Linked DNA regions of Gossypium hirsutum: region 2 is linked to region 1. The links are chromatin contacts, called in public Hi-C maps. All regions are on one chromosome and are shown on one strand. The core of a region is the stretch at or near the end of the contact, and the rest is flanking DNA. Distances in the headings are between cores, read along the strand shown.

Region 1 (5,253 bases), core at 2,449-4,948:
GTATCATCTGAATTTCTAGACTTGATTTTTCCCTTTGCCAGTTTCAAGCTCACCATTATCAATCAACTTTGTAATATGAGATGCCTCAATGTCTCTTAATTGATCATGTTGTTTACTTGAAAAAGTAACCAAATTGATTATACTAGTCAAGTATGAAAAAAATTGACAAATAGGAATAACCTCCTTGGATGCAACTACTAGAGTCAATTGGAGGCGATGAACAAAGTAGTGAACATTGTATGCAAATCGGCACTTTTTAGCAAATAATGCTTGCAAGCCGTTCCATTCGCCACGCATATTACTTGCACCATCATATCCTTGACCATAAATATCATTCACATTAAGGCAATGAGGTAAAAGAACTTCGTAGATTACCTTCTCCAAAGCTAACAATGCGATATCCTTCACATGAACCAAATCAAAGAATTGTTCACGTATAAAACCTTCTTTATCAACAAACTACAATACGATTGTCATTTATTCTTTCTTTGACTCATCACAAGCTTCATCCACTATAATGCAAAACTTTGAATCTCCAATCTCTTCTCAAATGAATCCCTAAATTTTACTCACCAAAATAGAAAGAATGTCTTTTTGAACAATCGGACTGACATATTGTGCATTTTTAGGGGCATTTTCTAAGACAATTGCCTCCACGTCTTCATTAAAAAGCTAAGAGTTTTATTAGTTTAAGAAAGTTACCTTGATTTCTTGAATCTTGTGCTTGATCGTGTCCTCTAAAGGTACAACCTTCAAATACAAGCCACTTGACAATATCTATTGACACATTGAGCAGTAGTCAATTTATTACAACTTGTTTAGAATTTTTTTCAATTATCCTCTCAATATTTTTCAAGGAATTTTGAAGATTGAGATAATTTTTCATTTCATTCTTATATAAAGAATTTTCATCCTTACCTATATGAGTAACACAAGGACATTTAGATCCTTCACTAACCTTCTTCCATGACCAAAATCATTGGCTTGTAAAAGTATTTCCATAATGCCCAAATGTATTATTGAAGAGAAAAAAAAGGAAGACAATATGTGGCATTCTTACTTGGTAACAGCTCGAGCCAATCCGGGAATAACTTGTACTAAGATGGGAGAAATCGGTGTCCATTCTTGTCAATATATTGAGGAAATGTTAGAGCCTCACTTGGAGGAATCCGTTGATATGGCCCAAACTTAAAGTAAGCTCGACGGACTTAGTCCTATTGATTTGGAGGGTAATTCCAAATAGATTTTTTAAGCCCCCGGATCACGCTCCAAAGAAGAAGCATCAAACTCCTTTGTTTCGACTTTCAACACTTTATAAGGACATTTAGGAATTTGAGAATACCTAATATCTCGTTTAAGAGCTTGGGAAGATCTGATATTTGATTTTTCTCTGTTAATAACAAAAATTTAAAGAACCGATTGATTATTATTGTTTTTTAACACCCTTTTCTTGAAAAAAGATTTGATCTTTTTATTGACCATAATATAATCGTAAAACCTGAAGATTGTAATAATATTTAAATAAAAACATATTAGGAAAAAGGAAAAAAATAATAAGTCAAATAAATAAAGAACATAATTTATGCAAAAATATTTACCGAGAAGTCTTTTACATAAGGAGCCAAGAGGAAGATAATTTATATTTTTTTACTCTGTGCTCTCACTCTCAGCATAAAACTCCTTTGTTTTTTCTTTTGGAAATGTCGGTACCTTACTAGAGGAAGATAATTCCTTAGTAAGATATACAAATCAAAATACAAGAAAGTTGCTAACCTATTATGTGTAGGTATAGGCCAAATCAATTAATTTTGGAATTTGGCTTCAAAGTCCATATTGGACCTCTAAATTTAGTATTTCAAGACCCATCATACATTAATATTTTATTATTATTAAAGTTATATAATTAAAAACTGAAAAATACTTTGTTAATATAAAGTATAACCTTATGACTTAAGGGGGCGAATGTTATACAATGTGGACACCAAATCCAAAATACATGATAGTTTATATATAAAGTTAAAATATCTAAAAATTCCAAGGGGAAGACCGCCCTGATAGTAAGGTTCACTATAATTTCATAAAGAGAATTTAGATTCAAACTTTGAAATGACATTATTGGGACAAATATCATAGATACCTTAGTTTCACTATACATATAGTCGTAAACAAAAATATTAAGGTAAATTACAATAATAGACACTAACTATGCACTTAGTTCTATTTTGGTCACCCAAGTATTATTATTATTTTATTTAGTCACTCAATTTTCTGAAATTAAATATTTTAGTCACTTTCTCGTTAGTTGCTATTAGCTATGGGACAAAAAGCTGATGTTGACCTTTTTATTGCCTTAATAACAAATTTAGCCCTCTAATGATTACACATTTTATCAATTTGATCCTAAATCTAAAAAGTTCTATCAAGAAACAATTGATCCCTCTCTCACTATCGGCAAGACACCTATCAACCCTCTTATCAACCACCATACACGATGCATCACCATATTCAACTCACCTTTATCAGCATCTAGCACCATTGACACTCCTCTCTATTTACTCTTTCACTTCCTCTACTTTTTTCTCTCTTATTTTCTTTCTTTTTTTTTTCAAAACCTTTGATTGTCCAATGTTGTGCCACAACCACCAATCGTTGCTACTTCTCTAATAGTTGCACCACTATTTAGATTGTCTTCTTTATCCACTATTGTTTCGGCCTCCTTTTACTCCTTTGGTCAACAATTAACTTTTTTTCTATTGGGATCACTAAGAGTTGAACCCGAACCACTTAAACCAAACTAAGCCAAGCCAAGTCAATATGAGTTCTTTTTGTTTTTTTTTCAATTCACTTTTTTTTCCTAAATCTTTTGGTTCGTTTCTTCTTTTGCATATGGTGCTAAATTTTCCTCTCTAAAGTAAAGATCTTAATGGTTGTTGGTTTATTGGTTGTTTTTATGACTATCAAGTATTAAGGGTGTTGTGTATGCTAGGATTTTAAAGTATTTTGGGGTTGCTTTTGGGTTAGGGTTAAAAGAGAGGTGGTTGAGACTTAGCATATGGCGGGTCTCGAGTAAATGGTTGGTGGGAGTGGTGTGTAGGACTTGAGGGGAAAATGGTGATGGTGATAGCATCGTGCAAACGGGTAAGATGGTGAGTTCGTGATGTTTGTGGTTGTTTAACTAGTTTTGGGCTGAAGGAAAAATGGTTTGATGATAGAAGCTTTAGTGTTTGTTAGGTTTGAGAGTAGATGAAATTAATATGGTGAGGGTGAGTTGAAGATGGTGATGCATCAGGTATGGTGGTTGAAAAGAGGGTTAGAGAGTGTATATTGTTGAGAGTGAGAAAGAATCCAATTGTTTCTTTGTAGAAATTGTTATATTTTTTTATTTAGGATCAAATTGATAAAATGTGTAAACATTGAAAGGACTAAATTTGTTATTAGGTTAATAAAAAAAGAGCTCACATTAGCTTTCCAGCCCACAACTAACAACAACTAAAAGGAGAGTAACTAAAATATTTAATTTCAAAACGTTGAGTGACTAAATCAAAAAATTAATAGTTGGGTGACCAAAATAAAATGAAGTGCATAGTTAGGTGATTATCTTGTACTTTACCCAAAATATTAATGCGGGTTTATTATAGATGTTAACCGGCGTCGTTTAACACTAAGGTTTAATATTCTTGTTGGTCGGGGACGCAGTTTTTTATCCGGGAGAGGTTTGAAGAGAAAGAAGAAAAGAATAAAATGCTGTGTCTTAGGCTTCCTATTCGACTAAATCGAATGTTCAATAACCTTAACTACAATGTCTCAGTTTCGTTTCACTACGTAAGTCTATCTCTTTCGATCTCTTAACATAGTGAAATTCTTTTCTGTTCATTTTCACTCATAATTCTCTTCACATTTTTTTTTCTTCATTGTTTTTTCATGGCTTATCATTTCTCTTTTGGTTCTTCATTGTACCCAAAGCTTCCATCTTTAAAACCCAAACCTCAAAACCCATTTTTCTTCAGCTCTTACCCTTCAATTTCTTGTCAAATTTATAGCTCTAAGAGCAATAGTTCCGATGATGATGATAAAACCAAGAAAACCCATTTCAATTTTGTTGCTTTACCCATTACTCTTACTATAATCTCCACTTCATTTCCACAACAAAGTTCTCTTGCTGCAGTTAAAGTATCTGATAGGAAAAAAACTCAGAAAAAAACTCAAGAAGCTTTGACCCCTGAGCAGATAAAACAATGGTCGAAAAATCTTCCAGTTGTAACCAACCGGATTCCATATACTGAAATTCTCAGTTTGAAACATGAGGGAAAGCTTAAACATTTAATTAAGCCGCCTAGTGCTAGTTTGAAGCAAAGGGCAGAGCCAGTTTTAGTAGTTTTAGAAGATTCTAGGGTGTTAAGAACTGTTTTGCCTTCAATAGATAGTGATAGGAAGTTTTGGGATTCATGGGATGAGTTAAAGATTGAATCTTTGTGTGTTAATGCATATACACCTCCAATTAAGAGGCCTGAGGTGCCTTCTCCTTATTTGGGATTTTTATGGAGGGTGCCTGCATTTATGTTGTCGTGGTTTAAGCCGAAGAAGGAGTCCAAAAGGGCGCTGGAAATTAGGAGACAAAGAGAGGAGTTTAAGAGGCAAAAAAAGGAGGAGTTGGCGAGAATGAGGGAAGAGAGAGAGATGATTGAAAAGATTATGAAGGCGCAGAAGAAGGAGGATGAGAGGAGAAAGAAGCGAGAGATTAGGAAGAGGAAGTATGAGGAGTCATTGCGTGATGCTAGAAGGAATTATCAAAGTATGGCAAATATGTGGGCCAGTTTAGCTCAGGATTCAAATGTTGCAACTGCGCTTGGATTGGTGTTCTTTGTGATATTTTATAGGACAGTGGTGCTTAGTTACAGAAAGCAGAAGAAGGATTACGAGGATAGGTTGAAGATTGAGAAGGCAGAGGCAGAAGAGAGAAAAAAGATGAGGGAGTTGGAGAGGGAACTGGAAGGAATTGAGGGGGAGGATGATGAGGCTGAGCAAGGGGGAGGTGAGCAGAATCCTTATTTGAAGATGGCTATGCAATTCATGAAGTCAGGAGCACGCGTGCGGAGAGCACAAAATAAGAGACTGCCACAGTATTTGGAGAGAGTAGTGGATGTCAAGTTCTCAGACGTTGCAGGTCTTGGCAAAATCCGGCTTGAGCTTGAGGAAATAGTCAAATTTTTCACACATGGGGAGATGTACCGAAGAAGAGGAGTAAGAATACCA
Region 2 (5,276 bases), core at 183-2,682, 420 kb after region 1:
GTGAAATATATGAACAAAATTGATTCAAATTAATGAGACTAATTCCATAACTTGAATACAAATTATCCTTTTTATGTTTTGTTTTGTCGTTTAAATGGTTCATCTGATTTTTTAAAAATAGTTTCAATTTCCCCCGCACTAAAATTGGTAAGCAATTAGCTATGTACCCCCCAATGAGATAAGCCCAAAGTGCATATGTAAGGACTTGCAAAAATAAAAATGTTGATATTGATTTGATTAAAGGTGGATGGTGGGTGGGTTATCATCAAATCTAATTCTCAAAGTGGTTGAAACAATAGGCTGCCTACCAATATGCAGTGCCCATGCCTTCCACTAATATTTCTTAAGTCAATCTCCCCTCATGTTTTATTTTACCCTAAAATATGATGTTTATAATGCCAAGATTTTCCAACTTTTTTATATCTGAAATGGATTAGGATTACTTGAAATATAAGATATCAGTTCAACAAGTCACATGTTCTTTTATCTTCTAATGCTGCTGCTGCTGCTTCTTTGTTTATTCAGTAAAATAATACATCAAATATAAACAATTTTCTTAATTTATAATTAAAAAAATCCATTCAATATTATTATTACATAGTTTGAAGAAGGTCAAAGTCAGTCGCCTAAACAAAATCAACTTGTTTGGTGAACATTCCCTGAGAAAAAAGATTTGGTGGACAAACATTAAGGAAATAAATTAAAATAAATTATAAGCGTAAAGGGGGGGGGGGTTGAATTGAATCATAATGGTGCTTTCCACGTTGGTACCAAAGAAGACGCTTGATGCAATTGGAGTCATTTTGAAATATATCAAGGATTTTGCTTAAAACTCATTTATGATTGGGATTATGAATTTGAATTTAAAATTTTATTTTATTTTATTTTTGTATAATATAATCCTAATTTGTCATGATAACCAAAGTAAAATTGAAATTACTCAATTTGAATTGAGAGCCAACCATAGTATTTATACATAATTAAATTTCGAAATTTTTAAAATTATATATCTTTTTAAAAAAGATTAATGTTTTTGATGATTTGGTACATCCTAATTGTAGCCTAGTAAAGAGGTGGTTTTGTTGAATGAAAACAACATGCATTTGTAACCACTAACTTCATTTCCTAAAAACAATGCCCCATCATCTTTACATTCTTAAAACTTAAAACTCTACCCTCTCCACCTTTTCCCGAATTTTGAGTTTTAAAATATACATAATTAACAAAGTCTTCGTAGTTGTTATCATCTACTCATACAACTTTATTTTCAATAGCTTACCTATTTTTAATTAACAAACACTGATTGCTGCTATAAAATATGAATACATTTAACAATTTTAAAAATATAAAAATCTTTTATATATTGCCAATGATATTTTTATTTTCAGGTTTTAATATTTTTTTATTAAATTCAATCTGTAATGTTTGTGTCAACATTTGAATCCTTAATTTATCTTTCGGGAACTTTTGGTGGTCTTTTTGCTCCAAACATCGCATCCAGTATTGCTGGTTCCTTTAAGTATATATATTTAAGAAGACAAATCTTTAATTAATTTTTTTAAAAAAAAAAAGAGTAAATAAGAAATCCATTAATTTGGCAAAAGCCAAAAAAAAAAAAGGAAAGAGAATTGAGTGTTAGAAAATATCTAAGAAAAAAGGAAATGTATAAAAGAAATGCAAAATTCTAGCTTAGTATAAGAAGCAGACATAAAACCCAAAGTTGGAAAGAGGGCAAAGGACAAAGGCGGGCAGGCAGCAAAGCAACGACATTGTAAAACTCAAAACTATCGATGTTAATGAAACACAACCCAAACTACCAAATACCCATCCAACCTTTCCCTTTTCCTTCAATCATGAACGTCTCAGATATGGGTGAGTCCAATCTTGCCGTACTTGACGACTCCTATCGACCTTTGCCTGCTCTTTACTTGTCTTTCCTTTTCATCTGGTTCTTCTCCGCTTGTTCTTGGACTTTCAACACTTACAAAAACCGCCATTTCCAGGTTTTTTTCTTTTTTCTTTCGTATTTTTGAACTTTTTTTTTTGGCGCCGGGGGTTGGGGGGTTTAGAATTTTATTTTCTTATCTCAGAATTTGATGGATAATGAAAACTAGTAAGTGATTCAATCAAGCTGACTCCCTTACAGGAACCTTATTCCTTTCTCGTTTTTCTTTTTCATTTTTATTTCCTATAAAAAATCTGGGTTTAGTTTTTGATTTAATTACGATCATTTTTCTTTCTTATGATTTAGATACAAGTACGGCATGAAAGAAGAAAGCAGTCAGTAAATATTTCAATTTTGAGTTATTTCCAAATATAAAGTTAAAAGTTTAATCAATTGGTTTTGAACTTTGGAGGTTCCTTCCAATTCCAAGTATGTTATGTTGTTGTTTTCTATGAGGTTAAGCCATTTAATGGAACCTTTGTGTCTTTCATTTTCTATTTTGATACCAAATAATGACAAATTGTTGGATTTTCTTATGAATTGTTTTCTTATTATCACACTTGAACAGATAAATAATTTACAATGGACTCTTGCATCTTTGCCCTTGATTAAAGCCTTGCAACTCACTCTATCCTTCCTTTTTTGGTAAGTTTTGATTTTGCATAACACTTGGTTAGTTTATCTTTGAGTCTAAATAGTTAGAAATGAGAATTCATGTAAAGAGATGACATGAACATCTGATATAGTGGAGGCAATGGAAAGTTTCCATAAAAAGAGTAAGTTAATGATATTTATTTGCTCGATATGGCCGTAGTTCTTATCAAGTAGGAAACCACTGCATTATTTATTTTGTGAAAAAAGTTATTTTTCGGATTTCAAAGGGACCATTCTTGCAGGTACTCATGCTTTTATCTTCAGCTATGTTCACTGTGGATGTCTTTCGGGGTGTATGTAACTGGAGTGCTCTTTCAGACAGTTTCATTCGTTTCCTTTTTGCTCATCTCTCATGGATACTGCATCACCTGCGAACGCCTTTCGCTAACAGAGCGTCGAACTACTGCCGCACTTGGATGTGTATTTTACTTGACTCTCATTGGTTACCGAGCTTCCGTACCTTATTTCACAGTGAGTTTCTTGATTATGTAATATATGTTCTGCTAGCTAACTAACTGTAACTTTGGCTTATTTCATCCTCAAAATAGTGTACTAATAAGACGTATTACTGCTCCGTTTTACAGGTTCTTCTACTTCTTAATTACATGATTTCTTTTTATGTAATTTTTCACCATATATCGCAAAATCTGTTAGTGTTGCGTGAGCAGTTAACATTTATCGAGGATGAGGATGTCCAACCAATGCGCGATGCTGTTTATATGAAGTACAGAATGTTAAAGTATGTTCCATTATTTAAAATTTTTAATCTTGTATGGATTGCTTTTAGTGACAACTAGATCATAAGTTAAGCTTCGTTCACAAATGGGCAGGAAATTTCAGGGTGCTATGCAAATAGTTGCTATGGCCGAAATTGTGGTATGAATATGTCAACCTCACATTCTCTGCCTTTGACATATATATAAGTTCATGAGTGATATGATTGCTCGATATTTTCATTTTCAGATATACATAAACATTGACGACTCCTCTGAGAATTACTGGCTCCGGTTGCTGGTTCGAGAATGGGCTCAATTCTGCATATTTTTGTACATCGGGTATGTATGGATCACACAATCACAAGTCTTTCGTTGGAAATATTTAGTTTTCGGGCACTAATGTACTCACTACTTTTTGATCAAAAGTATTTCTATAATATGATAATGCTTAATCCATTGATTAGGCATTAAGGTTGAGCCATTTTGATACAATATTTAACAGCTTTTTCCCGTTTGTTATATATGCAGGTGGACTTTTAGGTCACAAGAATTGGCACCACGCTTTTCGGTTATGCCGACTTTAAAATCTAAAGTGGATTTAATGGTCCCTCCGATCTATCGTATAGTAAGTTAATTTGCTATTTGAAAACAGATTTTTGCTTTGTGTAATAGACTCTTCTAGAGATAGCATTTAGTTTCCATGTCGACGGAGAAATTTGAAACCTTAATTTGCATTCAACTAATTATTAAATTGACTTTTACATCAGTTGACTCAGCTCGTCTCATTCCGGATTTTCTTTGTTTCAAAGACCAAGAAATAACATGTTTATAAATGTTAATCTGAAAGTTGGCGGATGTAATCATCAAATAACATCCTTGTTGGTACCCTTTCTGATCGGAGAATTTAGTCATAAATGTTGATTATGTGCTTCGAAACCTGGAAGAACATCCATCTTGCAGTTGATATCTCTTTTCTTTACTATGATGCTTTTACATCCCAGTGTATCATTCGAGTCAATCATGCTTTACCCTTTCCATCATTTTATCTTTAGAAACTACATCAATAGCTTGTCTAGTACTTACCTTCTCGTAAAACCCTAAGAACATTTATGCTGTCCGACTAAACAAGGCTCATAAGAGCGAACCACGTTCCATAAGCAGGAGTCAATGAATGAGGGAACAATAACACTTGTGTTGAAAACTACAACATTATATTCTATTTTATGATAATATTTTGAGTCATGCTACTGCAGGAGATGGATGCAACGACATTCCGAGAGTTCCAAAGCCATGAATGGCACATCGGTGTGGTAAGCAACTCAGATTCAACATCATCTATGACCTTTGAAACTCATTTCATTTTCCGCTGCATTATTCCATATTTAGAGCTTTGTGTTTTACCAAAACTCATTTCTTTTTCTTTTAACTGCTGTAGCCGACTTCTGTACGAGACGAAAGCTCCAGAGATTCTGTTTTGGTAATAATTCAGCATCCAAATGCATATCGACCGACAACAATACTTTCATCAAGAAAACAGCCAGTATAGCTTCTCAAAAAGGTCAGATTTTTGAAGTGGAGGATCATGTTGATGCAAAGCATAGATTATGATAACCTCGATATGATCTCAGGAGCGAAGCTCTATACAGTAAATAACAGAGATTTTTCTTTTCATTTTTCTTAGGGAAATCCAATATATATCAAATGTCAAAATTCATTGAAATGGGGTTAGAGAGTATATAATACTTCCTAGTATCCATATTTGTATCCAAATTTTATATTAATTACAAAATTGTACATTCTTCTTCCCCATTTCAACTTGCAATTTGAGTATACAATTTAATGTTTGTTTATCATTTGAAGTTAGGATTGGTTTAGTATTTCAGTTCATTGGTTTTCTTAAATTTTAATTATATATTATTTTTAGTATTTAGTGTTATATCATAAAGATTAAATAAACAATA

The links. A called contact is a pair of places that touch in the nucleus more often than the background predicts.
Region 2: a Hi-C map of leaf shows a contact between it and region 1, with 3 times the contacts expected there. The contact joins the promoter of LOC107951928 here to the promoter of LOC107951922 in region 1. A contact is called at or near these places in 8 of 34 Hi-C or Micro-C datasets (callus, leaf and petal).

The regions. Positions count from the first base shown.
Region 1 is chrA02:85,113,817-85,119,069 of Gossypium_hirsutum_v2.1, forward strand. LOC107951922 (probable inactive ATP-dependent zinc metalloprotease FTSHI 2, chloroplastic) reads left to right here and starts at 3,699. Exons shown (of 12, transcript XR_001698676.2): 1 at 3,699-5,253.
Region 2 is chrA02:85,540,049-85,545,324 of Gossypium_hirsutum_v2.1, forward strand. LOC107951928 reads left to right here and starts at 1,433. Exons shown (of 9, transcript XM_016887112.2): 1 at 1,433-2,003; 2 at 2,514-2,590; 3 at 2,842-3,070; 4 at 3,184-3,338; 5 at 3,430-3,475; 6 at 3,563-3,654; 7 at 3,844-3,940; 8 at 4,569-4,625; 9 at 4,751-5,178. The coding sequence starts at 1,791. The coding sequence ends at 4,861.